7 separate regions of the Mus musculus genome follow, and regions 1, 2, 4, 5, 6 and 7 are each linked to region 3. A link is a contact called in public HiCAR-type, HiChIP or PLAC-seq and promoter capture Hi-C data. All regions are on one chromosome and are shown on one strand. The core of a region is the stretch at or near the end of the contact, and the rest is flanking DNA. Distances in the headings are between cores, read along the strand shown. Region 1 holds the start of Gsk3a (glycogen synthase kinase 3 alpha). Region 2 holds the start of Tmem147 (transmembrane protein 147). Region 3 holds the start of Dyrk1b (dual-specificity tyrosine-(Y)-phosphorylation regulated kinase 1b). Region 4 holds the start of 4732471J01Rik (RIKEN cDNA 4732471J01 gene). Region 5 holds the start of Arhgap33 (Rho GTPase activating protein 33). Region 6 holds the start of Cox6b1 (cytochrome c oxidase, subunit 6B1). Region 7 holds the start of Aplp1 (amyloid beta (A4) precursor-like protein 1).

Region 1 (3,410 bases), core at 223-2,722, 2.9 Mb after region 3:
TACCTTCTGTCTCCATTCCGTGTCCACTGAGAATTGCAATAGGGAAATGACTGAGCAGACAGTACTGTAGGCTTCAGAAAAGCCCCAACAATTAGGACGAACACAGGCTGCGAGTAAAGTAGAGCACAGACTCCGTTTCTGAGGCACGAGAGCTGACAGCATTTTGACCTCTGTCTCTGCGCCCCCCCCCCAGCCCCCAGTTTCCTACTTTGGTGCGACTTTTCCCGGGTATTAATTGATTAACAGGAGACTCGACATACTCAAGAAAGCTGAAACTCCTTCGTGTAGTCGGCTCCCTTCATTCAGATTATCTAGAATCCTGTAATCTAGGAAGAGGATAGACGCAAAAAATTGGGGGTTCAGGACAGAAATTCTCTCTTTTTTTAAATCCTGCAGCTCATCTTCTTGGTCCTAACCATATTGCTAGGGAAAAAGGTAGACTATCGGAAAACAAATGTTCTGAGGCATAGTCGGGACTGTTTACTGTACTAAATCCGTTGAGAATGTAAGGAGACGTTATTCTCTTCTCTATATGTGGTTGCTTGGGACTACTTTTTCTAGCACTCACTTATCGGTTTAGGTCTTAGACCTAGGGATCAGAGAAGACATTGTAACACATTATAGTCTCCCTTGGGAACAATTGTCCTTAACCTTTCACCTACACTCTCAGCCACAGTACTCCCTTTGGACTACAGCTCCCACGAAGCCCCAGAGCCTAGCTTCACGAAGAGTCAGAGTCTACTGTGGATTATTCCCAGCATGCTTCTGGTTGCTGGTAGCTCTCATCAGCCTCGTCAATGGTGAGGCAATATTGAACTTCATTTCCCAGAAGACACCAGGCTCATTGAAGCGACGCGCATAACTCTTGGTGTCGACTACATTTCCCGGAAGGAACTGCGACGCTGCTAGCTGGCCTGAGAGAGCGCGATGCCTATTCTACTTCCTATCAGTTCCTTCCAGTTACAGTATCTACTTAAGGTTTGAGGAGCATCTGAGACTTCATTTCCTATAGTGCTTTATCAACCATTCTACACCTGCAATGCGGTGAGGGCGTGGTGATGACTCCATTTCCCAGTGTGCTTCACAGCCAGAGTACTAAGTATTCACGGGTGCGGACTCGATTTCCCAGAATGCACGCGGTGCAGGAAGTCACCGATGGCCCACAGATTGGGTGGGTGGCTGGACTCCATTTCCCGGCGTGCATCATTCTTGGATGCTGCTCAGTATTGGAGTGGCTAAGATTTCGTTTCTGAGATACTCTAAGGGACTTGCTTTTTCCTCTGTGTAGTGAGTGTGTGGCTCTGACTGTGTTTTTCAAAGTGCTTCCAAGTTAGCTTTTGGCAGAGTCGGGTGACATTAGCCAGGACTCTATTTCCCGGTGTGCAGCGCGAGCCGTCACACCCCGCCCCCAGCAGTCAGCTACTCTGAGGGTTTGAGAACTCCATTTCCCAGAGTGCTGTGCGGGTCGAGGGTGGTGACAACGAAGCCGACGGCAGAGGGACTTCATCTCCCGGCGTGCCCCGCGGCGGGCGCTGGGCCGGAGCCGGAGCCCGAACGGCGCGGCCTGGAAGAGGCCGGAGCCCAGGGGAGGCGGCGGCAGAGGCAGCGGCGGGGGCAGCCCAGGCAGCCCGAGCCCCGCGGCCTGGGCCTGCGCTCGGCGCCATGAGCGGCGGCGGGCCTTCGGGAGGCGGCCCTGGGGGCTCGGGCCGGGCGCGGACCAGCTCGTTCGCGGAGCCAGGAGGCGGAGGCGGAGGTGGTGGCGGCGGCCCCGGGGGCTCGGCCTCTGGCCCAGGAGGCACTGGCGGCGGGAAAGCGTCAGTCGGGGCTATGGGTGGGGGCGTGGGAGCCTCGAGCTCCGGGGGTGGCCCCAGCGGCAGCGGCGGAGGAGGCAGCGGTGGCCCCGGCGCGGGCACTAGCTTCCCGCCGCCGGGAGTGAAGCTGGGCCGTGAGTACTTAGGGGCGCCCTGTGGGGTGGTGATCTGGGTTTCCCAAGCGCATCAAACGGCAACCAGATTCTTTCATGTACCCAGAGAGAAGCTCGAGGTCACCGTGCTGCTTTAAGCCAGGATCGGAGCTTTCTGTCTCCGAGATAAAGGAGTTTGAGGGTTTACCATCACTTGGAGTTTAGATTCAGAATTACCAACACCCAAGAAACAGAGGTCACAGGTCCTATTCTTCCAGTTATCAAGGTCTCGAGTACTTGACGACGTTGCCATCCACAGGAGACTAGGATCAGAGGTCATAGTTACTTGCCAATTTGATCTAGGATTGTTGTCCCCTAAGAGACAAGAATATGATTTCTGTCACTATCCTGTATGAAAAGGGGGCTATTCGTTTCCTTCCCATCAAAATTGGTGATTTGGATAGGATATCCTTTAGAAACACCGATTCAGAATTATTAATGTTTCCACAGAAAAGGGCCAGGTTTAAACCATACGGCCTGACATTATCACCTAACCCACTGAAAACGTTTAGACTTGTAGTCAGTCCTCGATGATGGCAGTAAATAATCACTATTGTTTATAGATAAGAATAGCTTGGGAATAAACACAGGCTTCTAAGAAAGCTCATTGTCAGTTTTCTTTTAAAACAAGGTGAGGGAGCAGGGTTCTTTAGCAAAAATGGAGTGGGGGGGCACAGGTCACACCTCTTATAAAATATGGTTTTGAAGTGGCTGGTACTGGCTCTGAAAAAATAAATAGCCATGTGGTAGTATTTTTCAAAATATCCCTCACTGTCCCCCTTGCAAATTGCCTTTGTTGGTAAGTTTCCTAAAGGGAGTGGGTCCCTAAGAGTGGCAACTAGGCTTGCTGCTACTCAGAGACAGGGAATTGGAAACCAAAGCTTTCCTTCAAAGGCATCAGGCTGGGATATGCCTTCAGCAGTTGTGGAGTTGAGCAGCTCCATTCTCAGGCTAGGTACTACTCTGGAGCACACAGAGGCCAGACCAGTGCCCATAACAATGTAGAGTAGTTGGTAAGAGTAACAGACCCCCAACCCTCCAGTCCTTATCCCCAAGTGAGGGCCAGGGCAATGGCTCTTCAGACCAGCTTGTTTCTGTTACTTAGGACCTCTGCCAGGAAGGATTTAGAAGTCAGTGCTCTGGCTGTGAGGATTGACAGTGTTTTTTTTTGAGGAAGGAACACCCCCGTAGTTTCTGCTCCTTTGTGTGGAAGGTGGTACCTTGTACCTGCCCTGCAAAAGGGAAGAAAGGCTGGGTAGCCTGGTGTGGCTGGATTCTACACCTGAGGTGTTGGTGGCCCCCACCAAGTGATTTCACTGCTACTTGCTAGAAGTAGAAATTTGTAGGTGCTTTATCCACCAGTGGAAAGTAAGCTTGAATGTTGGTGTACTGCTATATGGAAGACAGAATTCAAGGTTTCCTGGAGGAAGCGCTAGGACATAACTTC
Region 2 (3,793 bases), core at 200-2,699, 2.5 Mb before region 3:
TTCCCTCTGCTCCCAAGACCCAGCCTCGTGCCAGTCATCGCTTCATGTAACGTTTAATGCAACCTCATTAGGGTATTGTGATCTGTATCCTCTTCCCCCGTGTGGGTACATGCAGATGCACGGGGCACATGTACCGGTACACCAGGTACAGGTGATAAACATGTCTTCCTCCATTGCACTCCACTTGTTACCGAGGCAAGATGTAAGGTAGCTTGACAACTAACTAATCTAGCTAGTCATCTTGTTCCAAGGAGCCTCAGTCTGGAGCTGGACTGCTGGGCCTATAAGTGTCCATCAACCGCCCAGCCTCTATATGGATTCTGCGGATCCAAACACAGAAAGCTCACGCTTATGTGACAAGCACTTTTATCCACTGAGCTCCCCTGCTGTGTCCCTGAGACAAAGGTTCCACCTGCCTTGATCACATTCTGTCACCAACACAAAAGGTCTCTGTCCAGTATACCAGATGAGTGACTGACAATGTGGTTTGAGAGTCTGGGTTCCTGGAGATCTTTGCTCGACTACATTTATCTTTGAAATTGTCACGCAGGTGGTCTCCACGGACTTTAACGGCAATCCCCATTCTTCCATCTTTGATGCTAAGGCTGGAATTGCCCTCAATGACAACTTCGTGAAGCTTGTTGCCTGGTAAAGGGGAAAGATGCCAGAGGATAGTGGGGGAGGCTGACAAGAGGGCGAGCGCGCGAGTGCGTACACGTACACACACACACACACACACACACACACACACACACACACACACACACGCCTGGTAAAGGGGAAAGATGCCAGAGGATAGTGGGGGAGGCTGACAAGAGGGCGAGCGCGCGAGTGCGTACACGTACACACACACACACACACACACACACACACACACACACACACACACACACACACACGCCTGGTAAAGGGGATAGATGCCAGAGGATAGTGGGGGAGGCTGACAAGAGGGCGAGCGCGCGAGTGCGTACACGTATACACACACACACACACACACTGACGCCTCCTTCCTCGCCTCCTCAGGTACGACAACGAATATGGCTACAGTAACCGAGTGGTCGACCTCCTCCGCTACATGTTTAGCCGAGAGAAGTAACACAAAAGGCCCCTCCTTGCTCCCCTGCGCACCTCGCGTTCCTGACTTCGGCTTCCACTCAAAGGCGCCGCCACCGGGTCAACAATGAAATAAAAACGAGAATGCGCACAGCTTTGCCCTCTTGTCTCTGCGCCGATCACCTTGCGTTCAGGGCGGGGTTCAAAGTTCTCGGATGAGCGAGAAGAGGTGGCGCTTGGCTCCGAGCCGAGTGGGAGAGGGAAAGCGCTGTCTGAACACAAGGTCTTCAACGGTGTAAGCAAGGCTCTGGAAGTCCCTGCAACACAGCCGGAGCTGGGCGCTCTGACGTCACTGCACGCGACGTACCAGGCCGGACTACAGTTCCCATAAGGCCGCGCGCGGGCCACGGCAAAGCAGGTGGGCGCCAGGCCCCGGTGCCGGCGAGGCCGACTAGAGGAGACGCTGCGCCTGGCGAGTCCCGCATTTGCGGGACCGGGCGGCTGGCGTCATGACCCTGTTCCACTTCGGGAACTGCTTCGCCCTCGCCTACTTTCCCTATTTCATCACGTACAAATGCAGCGGCCTGTGAGTGCAGGGCGGGCGCGGGGTGGAGAGGGTGCGGGACCCGGGCCGACCCCTCACCGCCGGCTTCTTCAGGTCTGAATACAACGCCTTCTGGAAATGCGTCCAGGCCGGGGTCACCTACCTCTTTGTGCAGCTATGCAAGGTGAGGGACTCCCGGACTCCACGTGTCTGGCCTCCAGGCATTCCAGATCTCAGGGGCCTGACTCTGCAGCTGTCACCTTCCATAGGACCACCCTCGAGACAACGCTTAGGGACTATGCCCGAATACCTTAGAAGGGATGCAAGGCCAGAAAGGCCCTGATGCAACTTTTTCTTACAACTGTTGTAAAATGAGAAAACCTCTTAGTGCGATATTTCACCCACAGGGTGTCGCAGGGTGCTGCCTAGGCATTTTTAGACATCAGATTCCCCCGTGAACTTCTAGACTTTTAGAAACCAGGCCACTTGCCCTCTATCTCCCAAGATCACGTGATCTTGCCACTTACACCTAGAATGACCCCTAGAACCCAGCGTCATATCCTCTACTTGCACACTTACTTTCCACAGTATCCACATAGTTTTTTGTTTGTTTGTTTCGGTTTTTAATCTCCCTCACCTTCCAGTGACCTTTCTACTTTCTGATCTCAGATGTTGTTCTTGGCCACTTTCTTCCCCACCTGGGAAGGTGGCATCTATGACTTCATTGGGGTAAGTTGAACAAGGGAAGGGCAAGGAAGAGTGCAGGAGTCGGTTCACCTGGTCCCCGTGTTTACTCGAGCCTCTACCTGACCCACAGGAATTCATGAAGGCCAGTGTGGATGTGGCAGACCTGATAGGCCTAAACCTTGTCATGTCTCGGAATGCAGGCAAGGGGGAGTACAAGATTATGGTTGCTGCCCTGGGCTGGGCCACTGCTGAACTCATTATGTCCCGGTGTGTGGAGCAAACTGGAGCCCAGACTTCCGGGAATGGACAGCTGGGTCCCACAGGGGTGCTGAGGGGAGGTGATCAGAGGCTGGGTGCTGGGGGTGGGGGAGTCTGGGTACTAGAGACTGCCTCCTTTTGCCTTCCTCAGATGCATCCCCCTCTGGGTGGGAGCCCGAGGCATTGAATTTGACTGGAAATATATCCAGATGAGCATTGACTCCAACATCAGTCTGGTATGCAGTCTAGCCCTAGCCTACCTTTATGTTGTTAGCCATACTTCTCCCAAAAACTTGGCTCCAACTTCCCAGTCCCTTCCTGCCTCCCTGCAGGTCCACTACATCGTTGCATCAGCTCAGGTCTGGATGATAACACGCTATGACCTGTACCACACCTTCCGGCCTGCTGTTCTCCTCCTGATGTTCCTTAGTGTCTACAAGGCCTTTGTCATGGAGTGAGCTGGGTGGGGTATGAGGCTGGGTTCAAATGGGGGTGTGTTTTCTCTCTCCTTTTCCTCATTGTGATGTTTCCCCACAGGACCTTCGTCCACCTCTTCTCCTTGGGTAGTTGGACAGCACTGCTCGCCCGGGCAGTAGTAACAGGACTGCTGGCCCTCAGCACCTTGGCCCTGTATGTTGCTGTTGTCAATGTACACTCCTAGCTTGACATCTCAGGTGTTGGCGAACCTTTTCATTTCCTCTCTCCAGATTTCAGTGAAGTAAACAGTGTTTGGAAAGGTTTTTGTTATGTCCATCTCTCTCTCTCAGAAACCGAATCCTCGGACTTAGGTCTCACAGAGTCTGTCTGGCTTCAGAACCAGATAAATAAGCTGGAATGTTGGCCAGTCTTCCTGGTTTCCCCATGAGAACCTGGGGGCTTGGTAATCATTGAACAAGCTAAGGAATGAACACACTAGAGTTCAGGAGGGGGCTTTGGGGTAGAGGGGCATTCTTCCTCAACTTACAGCTTGGTTTGAGCCCTCTTCCATGGTGAGTCTTCCCAAAACTGGTTACCTCCAACTTTGCAACCCCCCATTTCTCCACTCTAGTCCATCCACCATGTAACAGCTAGGGGGCTTCATATAAAACTTGTCTACTACTTAGGTCACCGTCTTCCACTTGCAACTCTCTGTGGAGTTTCCTAGTGAAGGTGACAGTAGGCTGTGCCATTTGCCCTTCATAATTTGGAGCTGCTCCTCTGAACGATTTCCCTAGTCAAATTCCTGCCATCGTTCAAGCCACAAGGCCACTC
Region 3 (3,706 bases), core at 1,045-3,544:
GGGCCCGCCGCTTCTTCTTCGCATAGTATACCTGCTCAGGCAGCCAGGAAACCGGACCCTTAAGTGACCCGGGCAAGAAGCCAGGACCCTTTGCAACACCCAACCAGGGAAGTCCATTCCCCGCTTTACCTCATTGATGTGCTTGTAGGTCTTGATGAGGTCCACCGAGAGCTTGCGCAGCGGGGCTGAGGCCGCATCCCGGAAGGCCAGGGGCAGTCTCCGGGGCAGGAGCCGCACATCAGGTAGTACCTGTGGTAGAGCGGAGCAGATGCTGAGCACAAGCCTTCACCTCAACTTCCAGGGAGAGAATGGGAAAGCTGACGACTCACTGACCATGCCTACATTTCTCTAGCTCCGATCCCACCTGTAGAGCACAAGCACACTGTGTGGGCTCCCCATTCATCTGTTCATTATGTGAAATGAGTGATTTACCTCTGGCCTTCCATTCTGCCCCAGGTCAGCTCTTTTGCTCCATATCTGGGTGTTTACCCCTGAATCTTTGCACCTGAGACCACCATTATGGGGAACCATGCCAATGAATTCCCTGTATCCATGTCCTCACTCTCAAGTGAGTGTTTCTGCCCAGTTACAAAGCTCCTGGACTGGGTTAGTCTCCCTGGTCTCAGCTTATTCTCATTTCCACCCCCCTCGACATCTCTCTCATGCCCCTTACTCCAGACCTCGTTCTTGTTGTGAACCTTCAGACCTGTGTTCCTGTCTGCTCTGTGCCAGTGACAGTTCTGACCCAAGACACACATTACACTTCAAAACCATGCTGTGAGAGGGCAGGCCACGGAGAAGCTCAAGGATTCCGTCCTCAGCAGGAATGAGGGTGGACTGTGAGGCCTCCAAAGTCCCCAGAGATCCTCCAACAATCATGCTCTTGTCTGGAGACCCTTCAATCCTCAGGCAGGTGAGAAGCCAGCTGAATGCCTACCTGTGTGTGTTCCTGGGGCCCCGGAAAGCCAGAGAAAGGACCATGGCCTGGTGGGACGGCCATGGTGGGCTCAGAGGGCCGCAGGGGCGTGAGGCCTGGAGCGGGAGCCCGGCCGGGGGGCGCCTTCTCGCATCCTGCACCTCGGCTGCCACCGCCGCTGAGACCTGAGAGCAGGTAGGAAGTGGGAAGACAACATGGAACAAGAAGGCATGTAGGTCAGGGTCAGTCAGAAGAGGTGGGTATGAGTTAGGGGCAGGACCAGGGGGAGACAGGGGACAGGGCAGAGCACCAGCACCAGGTAGCCATGTACAAACAGAAAGGGTAGCAAGTGGGTTAGCACAGCGTGTCTCTCAACAAATGAGGAGCCAAAAAAAATGAATGAAGCATCACATCCAGAGATGTAAAAGGGAGCCATCAGAGCCAGACAGGGGTGGGAGAGGGTGGGTACAAGGCCAGGGCAGGAGGGATAGAAAGAGGCCAGGAATTAGGAGAGCAAAAGAAGGCAGAAACCGTGTAGAGTCTGGGCAGTAGAACTCAGTCCTTCAAAATTTTACTGGTGGCCAGCCTGAGTCCCTCAGATAAGGCCCCGCCCTCACACCGTCTTCCCTCAACACCAAGGGCCCAATTTCAAGCCCAGTCTACCCACTAGTTTCTTTCTATTCTAAAGAACATAGCAGTCCTTATGGACCTCCCAGCAAACCCAAGGTTATCTGAGAACTCCTTTACATGCAAGCTATAGATGTTTCAACCACCTCGGCACTTTCCCCTGGGACCGACTCCATACTCCAAGACCGCTCCCTGCTCCCTATATGAGGTCTCTGGAACCAGAGATCCTTCTTTTAAGCAGTCTATATTTATCCCACTAGGATTCCCCCATTACTCCAAGACCCCTACTCCTCAGGAAAACAAGGGAGAGGTGTCATTTTTCAACATCTAAGAGTCACGGTCTTTTTCTTCTTTACCCTGAGGTCCTTGCTAGCTCCTCTATTTCTACGCTGGGTCATTCCACAATTGAGCCTATTCCTAGAAGGGCCTGACAGCCAAATCCCTAAATATCGCACAAGACTTCACTCACTAAAAGTGTCCTTCGGAACAAAATCCCCTTCTTAGGAGCCTCCCCCTTGTCAGATCCCCTTCTATGCTATGTCTTGCCACTCCAGGTCCCCTTTATTGGGGCTTCACAGATAAACAACCTCTTCCCGAGCCCTCCCACACTAGGACCAGCTCTTACAGCTCCCACCCCTACCCGGGTCAGGGATGGCGCTGGGCCCACGGGGGGCTGGAGCGCGATGGGGACCCCAGTGCGGTGGGCGAGCGGCCAGCATGGCGGCGGTGGTGGTGGCGGCGGCGATGAGGAGGTGGCCGCCTGTCCCCGGCCCGGCTAGCCTAGCCAGCCCCGCGGCGGTGAGGGCAAGCGGGACAGGCGGCCCGGTGGGTGACAACAGCAGCCGCCGCCACTGCCACCGAGGGGGAGGGGCGGGGAAAGGAGGGGACGAGGGTCAGACCAGGGCACGCGGGGGAAGGGGACAGCAGGTGGACGGGGGAGGGGCGGGTTAACCCTCGCCCTACGGCCCAGCCCCGCCCCGCGTGGCCACCCGCCCCCAGGGACCCTGGCGTCCCGCCCCCCACCCGGCAGGCCCGCCCCGGCCAGTGGAGTCCCGGCGGGCGGGGCCCAAGAGAGCCCGGCAGGCCGCACCTCCCATGGCAACAACCGCGCCATTGGTTGTTGCTGCCAAGAGCTTAACCAATTAGCACTCAGGGCAGCTGTTGCTAGGCGACAGCGAAGCGGCCAGCGCAGCCGAGCCCAAACAAAGGGCGGGAGTGGGGCCTGGCTGCCCCCTCCCCGACTCCCTCTCAGGACGGCTCCCTCGGGCTCAGCCTCTTCCAGGAATCCAGCTATGAAGAGCCGGACTCCGCTGCAACGGCCCAAAGCCCCCTCCTTTCCCTTGCTAAATCTCGCGGGGACGGGCAGGGCGGTTCCCGGCCTGCCCCCCACCCAAGCGTGCCGCCCCGCCCGTCGCAGCACCCTTACCTGAGGGCGTGGGTAAGGGGATTCAAACTGCTCGGGGAGCCCGAGCTCAGACCTGCCCACTGGCTGAGGGTGTCCGGTGGACGCGGCGAGCCAGGGCCCCGATTACCCAGTAATGCAACCAGCAAAATGGCGACCACAACAAACCGGCCCCCCTGCCCCGGCTCCGCCCCCACATCATTCACGTGACCTAGCGGAGCACAGTGCGCCTGCGCCTTAAGGGTGCTGAGCCGCGCACGTGCGGAGCAGCCACCAATGGAGCATGCACCATGTGACCGGATGAAACTTTCCAGGCACCACCCCCCGAAGCACACAAAGTTGATCAAGGGCGCATGCGTCTCGAGGCCACTTAGCAATAGGCACCAGACAGGGGAGACAGATGAGTCTTTTAATAGAAAAACAAAACAACTCCCCCGCCCCCAAAAAATCACAAGCCACACGTGCAACAGTAACAACACACATCTCTTCAATCCAGACAGCTCTGAGTTTCAGTTCTTCACCTTGGGAGGTGGCCTGTGAGGAAATCAGAGGGGGTCGAGTTGTAACCACTTTTGGCTTCTCAGGGCCACAGGTAAGGGAGAGGTCTGTTGTGACACTCACCTGTACACACCGACAACCACGGCGTGGTCTCGCTCATAAGGCTCTAGCGTCAGCTGCTCCTGCGGCTTCATGTTCTCCTGCTGCATCTTCTTCACTTCAGATGCAAACACAGCCTCTGCTGACGCAGTGGAGTCAATGCA
Region 4 (3,805 bases), core at 325-2,824, 2.8 Mb after region 3:
GCAGAGCAGTAAGAACTAGGAGGGAGCGCGGATGTGAGACTGGAAGGTAGTTTGCTGAGAGGCCAAGGCCACCCTCAACTACAGCCTAGGACCCTGTCTGGGGGGGAAAAAAAAAAAAAAAAAAAAAAAAAAAACAGGGACGACCACGTGAGGGGGCGGAGGAAAAGGCGGGGCTTCTCCAAACGGCTACCAAGCGCGGCTACGCCCCCAAGTCGGTCCCCGCCCACGCCTTGGGTTGCCCGCCCCCTGCCCGCCCGCCCGTTCTTCCGGCTCCCGGGGCAAGTGGGCGGGCCAGGTTCAAGGAAAGGTGAATGAGATGGCGAGGGTCAGCACCTGCACAAGATGACTGAGAATTCTTTGTTGGGGTGACTCTAACGCGACTCCTCACTATTCCTGCTGTGAGGGCACTTCTCGCTGCTTCCAGGACTGCGGGTTTTTTTTTGGTTTTTGGTTTTTGGTTTTTTGTTTGTCGTTACGGTGCACTGCGCGGTTCCTTTAATCTGAGCAGATGGGCGGGCCAAGACCTTCAGCCCCACCCATTAAAGGCGGAGCTCCGCGAGGAGCCTGCCCAGGATTGGATGGTTTGGGGGCCTGGCAGTGGTGTGTAACTAGGATTGACTCTAAGAGAGGAACTTGATCGCTGGAATTGGGCCCCGCGCCAGGACTGGAAAGAATTGATGGAGCCGGCCGTGGAATCGGCGCCCGTGGGGGCCCAGGCCTCCAAGCAGGGCAAAGAAGGATCGAAGAACCGCAGTCGCAGGCGGTGGCGAAAAGGCAAGATCAAAGGTGAGTCGGTAACAGCTTAAAAGAAATCCCGCACATCCTGCGGGGGACTGGGGACTGGGGGAACTGACCCACTTCCACGAGGGGGAAGAGACCCGTGGACTGATCCACTGCCGTCCTGCGCGTGGGGGGGGGGGTGATGTGAGAGTAGAATGCCCCACCGAGACGTAAGGACTACGTCTGTCCCAGTGCGGTCTTTGGGGAAGTGTCCGAAATGCTCGTCTGTCGGAATAAGGTTCTCTCTCAGGTTCCTTTTTCTGTGTGGCCAAGAGCTGTGCCTTTAGTGTTTTCTGTTTCGGTTCAAGCGGTTTTCATGTCTTCTGCCCTCTTAAAAGAATAACGTAGAAGGGTTTTTAACCGCTTTTTCTAAATAAATAGAATGCAAAAGGTAGGCAGAAGGGGCATCCGGTAATTGGAAGAGCTCCTTGCAGCCCCTTCTTACTCTCTCAGTGAATCCATCCATCTGCTCTTTGACAATCGACCTTCATCAACCCAGCAACCCTGGGGCGACTTGCAAAACATGAGAACTTTTACGTTGTCCTTAGAGAAAGGAGGGAGTTACCATTTAGCTTCCCTGGATCCAAAAGGCTGGAGAAACAGTGGCAGAACAACCAAAGATTTTGCATGGCTCAATCAGAGCAGGCATTAAGTCCTGGTTTGGTTATGAGTTTTGTCTGTCTTGTGGCGCTGCTTACAGCCAAACCTAGGGCCTGGTGAACACTAAGCAAGCCCTCCGCTATGCAGCTCCACCGGCAGTCCATGGATCTTTATCAGACTCCAGGGACAGGTTCCTGTGCAGGCAAAACCAGAAAAAACCTGGCATGGCTTACCAGACCCAAAACCCCCAAATTCATCATTCCTCATCCTCCTTTGGTAGACAAGTGTTGGAGCTCAAGCAGGACCCTGAAGCCTCCTATCCCCCAACAAAGACACATAGCAGAACACTATGCTTTGAAGCGATATGGAACCTCAATCGCAAAGACCCATTGTACCAAATTGCTATGAATGTGAAGTAATGAACAGGGACCTTTTCTCAATTTTTTTTCTGAGCTCCCAACAGGCATCTGTAGGGCTGTTGTCAGATTCAAATGTGTGTGTTTTGGAGAGGTGTATGTAAGTCTACTGTCTGGCTGAGTGTGCTGAGTAGAGTGTCTGACTCTACTAGACACTGGTCTCCCTAAGAGTAGGGTTGTGTCTGCCTTGTTTACAGGGAATGCCAGACACATGGACATTCAAGTATTTATTAGATTGATAAGCAAAGGAATGTGTGAAGTGTGACGTGGAGCTGTTAATAGCCAAGCTGCCCTTAGTGTCATGAGGAGTCAGAAAGAATCTGCTTGAGTAAGGCTCCTCCCTTGCACGGGGTTCAGGTAAGCACACTCACAAAGGCTCGCAGCTCTGAGAAGTGACTGTCATTTCCTGAGGCCCTTCCTAGTGCCAGGCCTCAGACCTGTGAATCAGATCCCACCTCTGCCCCAAGGGTATCCTGACTGGCTGGAGCCGTCATTTATCCTTGTGATCTTGCCACAAGTAACTGGATGAGACAGCTGTCATTATGATCAGCCCATTTCCCAAATGACGACAGAGACACAGAGGCACTGAGCTGGTTGGGTTTCCTGTACCTGTCCAGTGAGGGCAGGGAGATGGATACCTTCAGCCTTCTCAGAGCAGGGAGTGTGGAGCTGACAGCTGTTGTATGCCTCAACCTTAATTCTGAATCTAAAAGGCTCTAGTCACAAAGATTTCATCCCGAGACAGACATTCAATACCTAGAGGTGCCAGGCTTCGGCTTTCTGTAACTAGCAGGGCAGTCTCAGTAGAGCTGAGGACACAGATGGTAATAAGACTGTTGTTGCCAGGCATGTGCCGCACACCTCTGATCCCAGTCCTTGGGAAGCTGAGTCAGTTCAAGGCAAGCCCGGGCTACATAGTGAGTTGCAGGTCAGTCAGGGCTACAGAGTGGAACTCTGTCTCAACCTCTCTCATTCACCCATTTACAAAACATTGTAAACAAGCCAGTATGATAAAAGGAAAAATCCTGGAGCTGGGGATGTAGCTTATTACTGGAGTACCTGACTAGCATGGACAAAGCCCAAGGGTCTGTCTCCAGGACCACACACAGTAGGCATCATAGCACTTGCTTATAATTCAGAAGTAGGGAGGCCGAGGCAAGAGGATCAGAAAGAAGCTTAAAGTCTTGTAGTCTCTGACTATATAGTCAGTCTGAAGCCAGCTTGGGCTACATGAGAAAATGTGTCCTGCTTTCAAGAAAGAAAATTCTGAGAAAATGAGCGTGGGTAGCTTTTCCAACAAGGTGACATCAGACTCATGGACGGGCAGGCATCAGCTACCGAGCAAGGGAGGTGGGGAGAGCAGAGCAGCAGGAACACCGCTGGAAGAGCAGCGCCTGACAATGCAGAGAGAGGTCTGGGGGCGGAGGCTGGGGTCAGGAAGCTGGGGCAGGCAAGGTGGGCTCTAGGTCAGCTTAAAAGGCCATGCCCAAGTCTGAAGCTTTATCTGGGAGGAAGGCAGGGAAGCATTGGTGGGCTGGAAGGGCAAGGTCAGCCTTATGCTTTCAAAAGATCCTCTGGATGCTCTGCAGGAAACAGGCTTAAGTCAGAGGAGGCTCACGGAGTGAGGACCAGGTAGTGGAGGTGGGTGGCTTGCTTCTGGATGTCCAGTAGATGGGGATAGGTGAGGGAAATGGACAGGACAACCCCTGAGCTCTCTGCCTGAACCAACAGTGAGTCCTATCCTCAGCACACACGAACACACGTGGAGACCGTGACACACCCAAACATGTACATCGATTCTTGTTGTTTTTATTGTTGTTGCTGCTATTTGAGAGGTAGAGCATCATATATACATCCCAGGCTGGCTTCAAACTCACCATTTACTTCAAGATGACTTTGAACATCAGATCCTCTTGTCTCCACTATCATAGTGCTGGGATTACAAATATTCACCCCCACATTCAGTCTGCACAGAATTGGGGACCAGATCCAGGTGGAGTGAGGCAAGT
Region 5 (3,681 bases), core at 918-3,417, 2.4 Mb before region 3:
TGAGTTCCAGGACAGCCAGGGCTACACAGAGAAACCCTGTCTCGAAAAACCATTAAAAAAAAAAAAGGAAGTGAGGAAAATTCCAGGATAGTATGGATGCAATGGTTTGTCTTTTGAAATAGGATCATTTAAGATCTAGGCTCCAACTCACTATGTAACCTAAGCCTGGCTTTGGACTGAGTCTCCTACCTTCACATCCTCAAGTGCTGGGATTACAGATGTGGGCCACCACACCCACCCAGCCTAATCTGTTTTGAAACATTCCCAAAGATGAGTTGGATGGGTGAGTAAAGCAATAAGTAGATGTAAGACAAAATGAATATAGTAAAATGTTTTAATGATAAGAGCTAGCTGGTGGATGTGTGGGTGTCAACTTTCCCTATCTTAGAACTTTTCATAAATAAAATGATGGCAACTATATATGATGAGGGTTAGGTTGAGGGTTTTTGTGTGTGTGTGTGTGTGTGTTTGGTTTGGTTTTTTAAGACAGGGTTTCTGGGATTCTTTAATCTGAGATCAATGTTGTTTTGATATATGTATGGGATTTATGAAGGGAAATGGGATAGATTTCTGACATGCAATTCTCTATGTCAGAAACAAGATAAATGTGGGTTTTCATCCTTTTGAACAAACCACACACTTGATTGAATCAATAAGGAGGTAGCTGTTTAGACACAAGGAACAATAGAAGATATTCACAATAACATCCTGATCAAGTTAAGAGGGGGCACTAGAAGGCTGCCCGAGGAAGTCACACTTAAGCTGAGATTACCTACTTGACCGAGGCCATCTTAACTGTGGCTGGGTAACAAACCACCCCCAAAACTTAGTAGCATCATCACTCATTACACTTATTCCCTCCCCCCACCCAGCACTTTCCATATTTCGCCATCCCAACTAGCTTTTCTCTCGGATGATACATATTTATATTTATTTTGTTCATTATCTTCCCCCATCAGCCTTTGATTTGGAGGTTTTAAATTTTTTTATTTAATGCATACAGGTATTTTGCCTGTGTATATGTTGGGGGTTCCATGTGTGCCTAGTGCCCACAGAGAGCATCTTCTGGACATCTTGGAGCTGTAGCTGGTGAACAGTCATGTGGGTGCTTGGAACAGGGAGTAGAAATCTGAGGACTCTGGAAGAGTAGTCAGTGCTAACTGCTGAGCCATCTCTCCAGTCCCTAATTTGGTTTGTTTGAGACAGATTTTCACTATGCAGCTCAAGCTGGCCTCAAATTCATGATTCTCCTGCACCCACTTTTCCAGTGCTGAGATTACAAACCGAAATCACCTAGTTCATACTAGCCTTTGAGCTTCCATATGGGTAAGGCTGTATTTTTTTTTTTTTTGATTATTGGTATATCCCCGAATTAAATAATCAAAGTCTTTAAAAGCCTGGACCGGGAGCGTGCTACCGAAACGAGAGGCCTGCTCAGGTCCAGATCAGTGAAAGCATCCTTCCGGAAAGGGTGTGGCTGCAATGCTTTCTAGGCACTTCTCTATCGTTTAAAAAAAGAAAAAAGACTGCACCTGGCTTTCTGAGAGGCATGAATGTCATAGCATTCCATACAGAAGCTTTTCCTAGAAAAAGATGTCAAAGGCTAGCCTCAAATAAGCGAATATAGGGAAACAAGGAAAGATGTCCAGTGAATAGGGGGAGGCCAAGTCGCACAGAGCCTAGGGTGGGGACACAGCGGGGTGTGCGAGATCAAAAAGCTTGTGGGCGGGGTCAGGATCAGGACTGACAGCGTGGGGACTGGAGGACCCGCATTTCGAAAAGGCTGCTTGTGGGGGATAGTCGTAGGCGAACCCAATGAAGCACGTCCGAGGAGCGACCGCGGGAGGAAAGGGCAGGCTGCTTAAGGAGAGAAGTGGCGGCAGCGGAGCATAAAGAATACAGGGTTTTATCTCAGGAGGGCCCTGACAGCCAATGCCAACCATCCATGGGCGTGGCGCTGTCAAACTTCGGGGGGTGGGACTGGAGAGACGGGGCGGGGATGGGGGCGGGAAGTAGAGCAGCACTCAAAGCCAATAAGCAGCCGCCTTGTGGGCGGGGCGTAGCCCTCAGGCCAAAACTGGAGCCAATGAGAAGGGCCTCCGCGTGCCCGCTGGCCCGCCCCTCATGGGGCGCGCGCCAGAGACCCCCCCGGCAGCCGTTAGGGGAGGAGCCTGCGACCGCCCGCGCGCGCCTCACGCCCTCCCCTTTGTGTCACCATGGCGGCGGAGGCGGCGGTGGCGAGGACTGCGAACGAGGGCTCGAAAGCCGCCGGGGTCTGAGGAGGCTACCGCGACCATGGTGGTGAGGGGCCCTCGGGGCCATCAGTCTGTGTGTCCGCGTGCCAGTCTGTCCGCGCGGCCCCGCCCTGCGCGCCCCGCCCCCGGCCCCGCCCGAGCCCGCGGCCTGCGCGCCGCCCCTCACCCTTCCTCGCGGTCCCCTACGGTCTCCACCTCGGTGCGGTCCTGGGTCGCGGCCCGGGCCTCGACCCCGCCCCCTCAGCGCACATTTCCTCCCTCCCCCTTCTGGGCCCTGAAAAAGGGGTGACAGTGGCGGAGGATCCGGACTTGAGAAAAGGGGGCTGGTTCAGGGAAGGACCCGCGCGCCCCATGAGGGCTTCCCCCCTGCAGGCGTCTGCCGAGGCTCCCTGGAAACCAGCCCCCACTCCAGCGCCCTCCTCAGCATCCTCATCCCCAGTCACCCTCCCGACCACCACCTCCTGCTCCCAACAGCCCCTTTCTCATTCCTGAGCCCCACCCCCATCTCACTCCATCCCCTGCCTGACCCTTTTCTTCTTCATTTTCATCCCACGCCACGCGCTCTCAATCCCTCCACCGACATCGATCTGAACCTTTATCGAAGTCTCTCCCGCCGCTTCCCGATCCTTACTCGAGGCCAACATCGCGCCTCCCGCCTCCGTTCCACTTGAGCCTTGGGGCTTCTCCATCTCCTTGTCTTCATCTCCCCTCCTCCATACTGCTCCCGCTCATTCATCCATTCATTCCCTCACTCCACAGACATTCACTGAGACCTCCTCTGTGCAGGCCCCATGCTCCAGGCACAGAAACAGTCAGATCCCATCCTGCCTTGGGGAGCTTCATGGGCTGGCAGGGGACAGACTCTGAGGGTGAGACCCAGGGATGAACTTGGGGTTGCAGGGACACGGAGGAGGGAAAAAGCCCAGTCTAGCAAATCCCCGAATCCCCATCTGGCAGCTGGTTATTTTATTCATCAGAGTTGCCCAGTCTATGCCGTGCAACTGGATTGGCACTGCGTGTCAGGGACCCAGAGAAGAATCATACATACAGTACTAACTCTGTGCTGATCTCTGTTGGGCATTGGCGGGGGTGGGGGTGAGGGTGTCAGCCTGGGGCCCTATTTCCAAAGGGAGAGATGAGTTCCTTGCAGGAAGCATCTCAGAGTGAGATGGATAAGCTCAGGTATAGTTGTGTAGTATGGGATGGAGAAAGCCCACAGGATGGGATGGAGACAATTGTCTGAAACAGCCTTAGATGGACAGAGAGGGCTTTCTGAAGGAACACACATGAGGAATGAGGAGGAGAGAACCTAGTGACGGTGTGCAAACCACATTCCAGTCTGAGGAATAGCCTTTGCAAAGGCATAGAAGGTAAATGAGAAGCTGGCACGTGTGTTCTGAAAAGTTCAGAGCTCTGAGAATTGGGG
Region 6 (3,727 bases), core at 1,154-3,653, 2.4 Mb before region 3:
TTGATAGGTCTGGCAAACTATATGAACATTTTCAAAAATTCCATGATAAGAATGGTGGCACACGCCTTTAATCCCAGCACTTGGGAGGCAGAGGCAGGTGGATTTCTGAGTTCGAGGCCAGCCTGGTCTACAGAGTGAGTTCCAGGACAGCCAGAGCTACACAGAGAAACCCTGTCTTGAAAAACTAAAAAAGAAAAGAAAGAAAGAAAAAAAAAAGAATGATACTGTAGCCACTTTCCCCATGGATCTCTTTCCATCAGACCCAAGGTTGAATTCCTAAAGTTTCCTCCAATCAGTACAGGTCTCTCGGCTGCCTGGATGTGTGAACAGTGATCTCTGGGGATTGAGAATAGTAACGAGCAGGCAGTGGTGTCTGCTACAGTGATGGATGAGACTGTAGGAGAGACCACTTCATTTTTCACCTTCTAACAACGCTCTTAGGACCTAAGAAGGCAAGGTCTTTGTGTTTTTTTCAGCAGTGCCTTAAAAAAAAAAGATTTATTTATTTATTTTATGTATATGAATACACTGTATCTGTTCAGATGGTTATGAGCCTTCATGTGGTTGCTGGAAACTGAATTTTTTTTTTTTTTTTTTTTGCTCACTCTGTCAATTCTGCTCACTCAGTCCCTGCTTGCTCCGGCCCAAAGATTTATTTATTATTATACATAAGTACACTGTAGCTGACTTCAGATATACCAGAAGAGGGCGTCAGATCTCATTAAGGGTGGTTGTGAGCCACCATGTGGTTGTTGGGATTTGAACTCAGGACCTTAGGAAGAGCAGTCAGTGCTCTTACCCACTGAGCTATCTCGCCAGCCCCCCACCCCTTTTTTAAAACAGGGTTTCTCTGTGTAGCCCTAGCTGTCCTGGAACTCATTCTGTAAACCAGGCTGCCCTCAAACTCAGAGATTCTCCTGCCTCTACTTCCCAAATGCTGGCATTAAAGGCGTGCACCACCACTGTCCAGCTAGCTATCTTATGAACTGAATTATGTCAATCCAGAATACAGGTTTTGTGTGTAAAAATTCACTCTAAAAAGGGCTTGGTGCTACACCAAGATCCCAAACACCTAGTGTAATCACTGGAGACCTAATAAAAACTTTCTATTAACTTAAACCCATGTCAGCACTTTAATCCCAGCACTCGGGGAGGCAGAGGCAGGCAGATAAAAATTCGAGGCCAGCCTGGCCTACAGAGTGAGTTCTAGGACACCCATAGATAGATAGATGAGTTTCCAGGGCTACACAGAGAACCCCTATGTGGATGGCTACTCTCAATTATCAACTTGACTATATATAGAATGAACTATAATCCAGAAACATAGGGAACACCTGTAATCCGGACTTGAGGCAGGAAGACAACATGCCTGTAATCTGGACCTTAAGGCTGGAAGACACAGGCTTTTGATCCAGACCTCTAGGAGGAATGACTCCTACAGGTCTTGAAGCACACTTTTATTCTGGGCCATATCTTCTGCTGGAGGCCTATATAAGGACAATGGAAGAAGGGACAGGTACTTGCTTTGCCAGTACTTCCTTTGGAGCCTACTTCTTCTGGATTCCAGTTTATGCAGAAAAGCAGCAGAAACAGCAACCCTCAAGGATCAGAGCAATTCACCACATTGCTTCCAATTATGATGATAATGGACGAAACTTGAAACTGTAAGCCAGCCCTTAATTGTTTTCCTTTATAAGAGTTGCCATAAACCGGGCGTGGTGGCCCATGCCTTTAATTCCAGCACTAGTTAGGCAGAGGCAGGCGGATTTCTGAGTCTACAAAGTGAGTTCCAGGACAGCCTGGTCTACAAAGTGAGTTCCAGGACAGCCAGGGCTATACAGAGAAACCCTGTCTCGAAAAACAAACAAACAAACAAACAAACAAACAAACAAAGAGTTGCCGTAGACATGATGTCTCTTCACTGCAATAAAACACAAACTAAGATTGTCTATCCCGAAAACCCAAATAAATAAATATAAATAACTTTCGAATCAAGGCACAGGGGTAAACGCTTGTTATCCTAACACCTAGTAATCTGTGATCAAAATTTCGAGGCCAGTCTGAGATATACAGCGAAGTCCTATTTCAAAACACAGATTATCTGTGACACTTTTCCATTCCCACTCTGAAGACAGTCTTATGCTTTTCCCTCTGGGAAGGACAGGCAGGTGATAATAACCCATAATTGAACGTCAGGTGCCTTTTAAGAGCAAAGTAAAATCTCGATTGGCCCAGCAACAATAATAAGCAGAAATTTAGCTCAATAGGAGGTCGGGCTTCTTCGGAAGTGGGCGTGGCCAAAGCGGTTTCTGGGCACGCCTCCCGAGGCCAATCTAGCAGCCCGGAGGACTCAGCTCGGCTCCTCCTCTCGCAGCTTCCGGCCAGTCGGAATTCCGCTTCCCGTCTGACATTGGCGTCTTTGCTAAGGGTCACATTGAAGTAACGCTACTCCGGGACAATCTTTAGGTGAGTGTGAAGGGTCGGGATCCTGGGGGAACCTTGTCCGTTGCAGAGAAGCGCCCCGGGGCTTCCCTGACGCCAAGCAGAAACTTCCGGCGGCCACGGGTCCGGTGTCCTGGAGCTAACCATTATAGCCGCCTTTCTTCATGATGGCTAGGTCGCTTTCTAAGCAGTCCCTATTACTCCATCCTTCAGCCCTACAAGTCCCCTTTGATAGCGTTGGGGCTGGAGTGTGAAGCGCCTTACCCGTGGCTATAAGGCAATTCGGATTTAGACCCAGTAAATTGGACTGTGGAGCTTTTAGTTGCGAGTTCACAGGCGTGGCCACCCGCGTTCCAAGGCCGAAGCCTGTCGCCTTGACTCGTGTCTTTCCCCTCAGCGTCATCTTTGATCAACTCTCAAAACTCGAGATATTGTCCAAAATTACTTCCGACACTGAGTCTTTTAAATCCCCCGTGCCCACCTTGCCTCCTTCAATGAACCTGCCCAAATACCCCACTTGTTTGGACTACTTCAGTTGACACTGGCACCTCTGTGGTGTCAAGGTCCCCCAGATGCTCTAGAGACAGTTTCTCTCAGGTCTGTTGATATTGACTATGTCATCTCTTCAGACATATCAAAGCTGAGAGAAGTCGATAAAACTCAAGGAGCTAAAGTATTTGAATGATTGGGGGGGGGGCGGTTTGCGTGGGGTTCTAATCGAATTCCAGTATTTACTTCCATTAGGAATGGAGGCAGCAACGTCAATAGATTTGGTAGCCTGGGCCATTGTCAGCAGGCAAAATCACAGATACCTGACACATGCCAGTTACAAGAGTCACAAATCTTCAGTCATGGTTACCTCCAGTTGTACTTTACTTGTTAAGTCCTTTGAGCTTTTTTTTTTTTTTTTTTTTGGAGCGGGGTGGGGGGGGACACATCTTAGGCAATCCCACAATGCATTTAGGCATATTCTGAGCAAAGTTTGAGTTCATTGGACCTCAGATGAGTGTGTGACGCCAGAAAACTAGCCGGTGACACCAGAAAATCCTTGCAGTGTTTTTGCTGGTGATGGATGAAGCATTATCACTGGGTGCTGTGTGACCTTGGAAAGTCATTTAGACACCCTGTCCCTTGTGTAGACAACAGAGGTAGCAATATCTTTTAGAGTGGCCATGGGGTAGGTATGTATAGAGTACACATAGTATGTGCTGTGCACACAGTGAGCGTTAACTGGAATTTAAGGATGAAGATTGGTTTTGCCAAGGAGACCTCTGTCCAACCCTAC
Region 7 (3,403 bases), core at 120-2,619, 2.3 Mb before region 3:
TCTCATGCATTGGGTGGCAGTAGCGATGATGTCCTAAGTCCTTCCTTAGCCCCTTGCTACTGGCTTACTGCTGTAGGTTCTCTCTCTCTCTCTCTCTCTCTCTCTCTCTCTCTCTGTATTTTAAGATCTGTTATTTTTATTTTACTTGTGTGGGTGTTTTGCCTGCATGTGTTACTGTATACTATATACATTCCTGGTCCCTGAGACCAGAACAGAGGGATGGGTCCCCTAAGACTGGAGTTATAGACAGTGTGGGTGTTGGGAATTGAACCCGGGTCTTCTGAGAGAGCGGCCAGTGCTTTTCATCACTGAGCCTTCTCTCAGCAGTTAGCCTGGAACTCTTGATCTTGCTGCCTCAGGCCCTCTGGGATTACAGGTGCACATCACCATTCCACTTTAAACTCTTTTAATAATACACCACTACCTCACCCCACCCACATCCACAGAGATGCACACACACACAAAGCAGAAAGACAGACAAATGTGGGCAGGTCCACACCATACAGATGCACACACACACACACACACACACACACACACACATCTGGGCTGCTTCGGGGGGGGGGATTAGAATATTGTACACTCACTTAAGATAAAACAGTGAACCCTTTAGGCAGAAGACTTGAGGTGGCCCTTAGAAAGGGTGAGAATGGGGGACTCCACACAGTGGTCCTCAGGTGCTGGTCTTGGAAGGCTATGGTATCCAGCACCTGACCCGAGTCATCTGTAAAGAAAGGGTTTAGTCATGGATTTTTGGAGGGAGTATTTGAAGATCCAGACACCTGGCAATCAGGGCAGGAAGGCTTCCTAGGTTTGAGGAAGCAAGGGTGGGAGACTTGGCCTCCGGTCCTGAGACAGAAGAGGCCTGGAAGGGAGCAGATTTACCTAGCTGTAGCTGTGTTTTGTCTTTTGAGACTGGGTTGCATGTAGGTAGGCTAGCTTCAAACTCCTATCCTCCCGCCCCCTCCTCTCAGGTGCCGGGATTACAGGCTTTCCTAGTACACTCCCTAAATTCTTGACTGGGAAAATTCGGAGGTCTATATTCCTGGGACCTCAAGAGAGGGATTTATGGAAGACCCCCACCCCCATGGATTCTGGCATCCTTGGAGGAGGACAAAGCTGATGCTGGGTGTCTGCGTTTGCCAGAAGAGAAGGCCAAGGATGAAAGTCCAGAAAACGGCTACGCCCAGGACTGAACCTAGTGACTCGGTCTTCACGCGGACAGTGACACCTGGAATCTTGAGGGGCTGGGACTTGGAGCAGGCTCCCTCCCGGGGTTCCGGAGCCTCTCAGTGCGCAGAGCCGCCACGCTATTGTCCTGGCTGGGAAGGCGGGGCCGGCGCGGGGCGGGGCTGGCGGCGCCGGCGCAGCCCGGGGGCGGCGGGAGGAGGAGGCGGCGGTGGCGCTGGGAGCTCCTGTCACCGCTGGGGCCGGGTAGGGCCGGGCGGGAGCGCAGGGGACGTGAGGGCCCGAGGCCCGGACATGGGGCCCACCAGCCCCGCCGCTCGCGGTCAGGGTCGCCGCTGGCGACCGCCGCCGCTGCCGCTGTTGCTGCCACTGTCATTGCTGCTTCTGCGCGCGCAGCTCGCCGTCGGGAACCTGGCTGTTGGGAGCCCCAGCGCGGCCGAGGTGAGGCCCGGCCGGGTCCTGGGGATGGGGAAGGGGCGGGACCGGGCCTCGACCTGGACGCGGGACGGCCACCGCAGTCCTTTTGGCCAGGTGGCCTGCCCCACGCGATCCGAACTGTAGATTTTCCTAGGTTCCTCCATCGTCTGACGTCCCTGCCCCCTCCCACCCGCATCGTCGGACCTGGCTCTTTCCAAGAGCCTCTGGTCCAAGAAATCCAGAGCACCCCTAGACGACAAAGCCCCAAGACCTGCCCACCTAAGCGTAGGACGCACCAGGCAGTAGGCGCTTGGCTCTAAGAACCCAGGTCCCTTGTATTATCTGGACCCACATGAACCCCCTGCCCTCAAACATCCAGTAGTCCGGGCCTCCACCCACTACTCAATCCGGATATAGCTCCTCTAGTCCTTAAAGGTCTGATGTGCAGGCCTGCTGGGAAGCTGGGCCCTGTCGTCTTTGCACCCCCTCAGTGGGAACCTGAACTGGGGATGGAGGGAGGAGGGGCCAGAACGCCTGGGTTCGCCCCCCGCCTCCCCCAACACGATTCAAGTTTAACCCCTTCAGGCTTCAGACCCAAGCCGCTGGGGCGGGGGCGGAGCCTGTCTTCTCAGCAACAAGGCCGCGAGAAACGGGGCGGGGGGGTGGGGACCCAGGTCACCATAGCAACGGGAGAGCTGGGGCGCTCCAGCCCCACGGGATTTGTTTCCCGGGGAACGGTCTCTCCACTCAGAAGGTGCTTAGAAGGAGCTGGTGCTAGAGATAGGGGCAGGAGCCCTATCTGGGTTTTAGGGAGCAAAGAACCAGACAACACAGATGACATCGTTGCCCTGGCTCCTCACTGCCCCATCTGCCTTCATTCCCAGGCTCCGGGGTCGGCTCAAGTGGCTGGACTATGTGGGCGTCTAACCCTTCACCGGGACCTGCGCACCGGCCGCTGGGAACCAGACCCACAGCGATCACGACGCTGTCTTCTGGACCCGCAGCGCGTGCTGGAGTACTGCAGACAGGTGGGCGGGACCCCACGGGGAGAGGCGTGGTCAATGAGAAAGTGGATCCAAGCTGGGGCGGGGTCGCCCTTGAGGAAGCTGGACTTGGCAGAGTCTAGGGAGATGAGAGAATCTGTAAAGCCAGGGAAAGCTTGGGGGTCTGTGGTCAGTGAAGAGGCCCCTCCTAAAGGGCCAGCGCAAACCTATTTTGAGAAATTAGGGGCCGCGGGGCGGCGGTGGAGACTGAAAAAAAAAAAACCCAACAACACCCCCCCACACCCCCCATGGACTAATCAAGGTCGCCTGAAGAGTGGCATGGTTTAGGAATCTATGGATCCGTTTAGAAAAAGTGGGAGTGTAAGTGGGCGTGGCCGAAAGAGAGGCAAGGCTTAGATCAAGAGACCTTTTAAACCAACAAGATTCAGTAAGTGATGGAGCCCAATGAGAGTGGCTGCCTGCCTAAGAGACGTGCAATGAAAAGGCGGGGCTAATACAAAGAAGAGTTACTTAGTAGCTAAACAGAGAAAGGCAGGAAGTGAAAGAGCAAGAAACCTGATTGCCGAGCAGGGTTGCCTTCAAACGTGGGCTCAGAGAAGTTGAGTTTGGCATGTCAAAGCCTGAGGACCTTTATCAAGGCCTCGTGAGAATGGTGAACTTAAGGGAGACCACTAGGGTATGACCAGTGGACCCGAAGCTTAGCATCTGAGGCTTACAAATTAACCTGTTAGTTCTATAGACAAGAGACGAAGGCCCAGGGATGTCCTTAGGAACCAAGACACGTAAAAAGGAAC

Evidence for each region. Promoter capture Hi-C pulls out the DNA fragments that hold promoters and counts their contacts. HiCAR-type assays count read pairs that join an accessible place to other places. HiChIP or PLAC-seq counts read pairs in DNA pulled down with a chosen protein or histone mark. Capture Hi-C pulls out chosen DNA fragments and counts their contacts.
Region 1: a promoter capture Hi-C map of liver shows a contact between it and region 3, with 4 times the contacts expected there. The contact joins the promoter of Gsk3a here to the promoter of Dyrk1b in region 3. A contact is called at or near these places in 2 of 39 promoter capture datasets (liver and pre-B cells), 1 of 115 datasets of contacts at active chromatin or transcription factors (astrocytes) and 2 of 9 other capture datasets (adipose tissue and liver).
Region 2: a promoter capture Hi-C map of second pharyngeal arch cranial neural crest shows a contact between it and region 3. The contact joins the promoter of Tmem147 here to the promoter of Dyrk1b in region 3. A contact is called at or near these places in 2 of 39 promoter capture datasets (cranial neural crest and second pharyngeal arch cranial neural crest) and 1 of 9 other capture datasets (liver).
Region 4: a promoter capture Hi-C map of liver shows a contact between it and region 3, with 2.5 times the contacts expected there. The contact joins the promoter of 4732471J01Rik here to the promoter of Dyrk1b in region 3. A contact is called at or near these places in 4 of 39 promoter capture datasets (cranial neural crest, hippocampal neurons, liver and 1 more) and 2 of 9 other capture datasets (adipose tissue and liver).
Region 5: a HiCAR-type map of kidney shows a contact between it and region 3, with 8 times the contacts expected there. The contact joins the promoter of Arhgap33 here to the promoter of Dyrk1b in region 3. A contact is called at or near these places in 5 of 39 promoter capture datasets (cranial neural crest, hippocampal neurons, liver and 2 more), 2 of 115 datasets of contacts at active chromatin or transcription factors (embryonic forebrain and kidney) and 1 of 9 other capture datasets (liver).
Region 6: a HiCAR-type map of astrocytes shows a contact between it and region 3, with 8 times the contacts expected there. The contact joins the promoter of Cox6b1 here to the promoter of Dyrk1b in region 3. A contact is called at or near these places in 4 of 39 promoter capture datasets (cranial neural crest, erythroid cells, hippocampal neurons and 1 more), 2 of 115 datasets of contacts at active chromatin or transcription factors (astrocytes and embryonic forebrain) and 1 of 9 other capture datasets (adipose tissue).
Region 7: an H3K27ac HiChIP or PLAC-seq map of embryonic stem cells shows a contact between it and region 3, with 4 times the contacts expected there. The contact joins the promoter of Aplp1 here to the promoter of Dyrk1b in region 3. A contact is called at or near these places in 1 of 39 promoter capture datasets (hippocampal neurons) and 1 of 115 datasets of contacts at active chromatin or transcription factors (embryonic stem cells).

The regions. Positions count from the first base shown.
Region 1 is chr7:25,235,913-25,239,322 of GRCm38.p6, reverse strand. It overlaps Gsk3a (glycogen synthase kinase 3 alpha), which reads left to right and starts at 1,472. Exons shown (of 11, transcript NM_001031667.1): 1 at 1,472-1,945. The coding sequence starts at 1,663.
Region 2 is chr7:30,727,190-30,730,982 of GRCm38.p6, reverse strand. It overlaps Tmem147 (transmembrane protein 147), which reads left to right and starts at 1,449. Exons shown (of 7, transcript NM_027215.2): 1 at 1,449-1,639; 2 at 1,712-1,781; 3 at 2,267-2,326; 4 at 2,415-2,551; 5 at 2,694-2,778; 6 at 2,875-2,996; 7 at 3,080-3,282. The coding sequence starts at 1,563. The coding sequence ends at 3,203. It overlaps Gapdhs (glyceraldehyde-3-phosphate dehydrogenase, spermatogenic), which reads left to right. Exons shown (of 11, transcript NM_008085.2): 10 at 551-648; 11 at 1,024-1,204. The coding sequence ends at 1,096.
Region 3 is chr7:28,178,904-28,182,609 of GRCm38.p6, reverse strand. Dyrk1b (dual-specificity tyrosine-(Y)-phosphorylation regulated kinase 1b) reads right to left here and starts at 2,294. Exons shown (of 11, transcript NM_001271370.1): 1 at 2,184-2,294; 2 at 938-1,101; 3 at 130-249; 4 at 1-31. The coding sequence starts at 2,262. Fbl (fibrillarin) reads right to left here. Exons shown (of 9, transcript NM_007991.3): 8 at 3,567-3,706; 9 at 3,341-3,479. The coding sequence ends at 3,455.
Region 4 is chr7:25,392,482-25,396,286 of GRCm38.p6, reverse strand. It overlaps 4732471J01Rik (RIKEN cDNA 4732471J01 gene), which reads right to left and starts at 1,574. Exons shown (of 7, transcript NR_015569.3): 1 at 334-1,574. It also overlaps a transcript of Lipe not described here.
Region 5 is chr7:30,533,546-30,537,226 of GRCm38.p6, reverse strand. Arhgap33 (Rho GTPase activating protein 33) reads left to right here and starts at 2,167. Exons shown (of 22, transcript NM_178252.3): 1 at 2,167-2,301; 2 at 3,015-3,124. The coding sequence starts at 3,047.
Region 6 is chr7:30,624,790-30,628,516 of GRCm38.p6, reverse strand. It overlaps Cox6b1 (cytochrome c oxidase, subunit 6B1), which reads left to right and starts at 2,403. Exons shown (of 4, transcript NM_025628.3): 1 at 2,403-2,466.
Region 7 is chr7:30,443,548-30,446,950 of GRCm38.p6, reverse strand. It overlaps Aplp1 (amyloid beta (A4) precursor-like protein 1), which reads left to right and starts at 1,369. Exons shown (of 17, transcript NM_007467.3): 1 at 1,369-1,629; 2 at 2,490-2,633. The coding sequence starts at 1,483.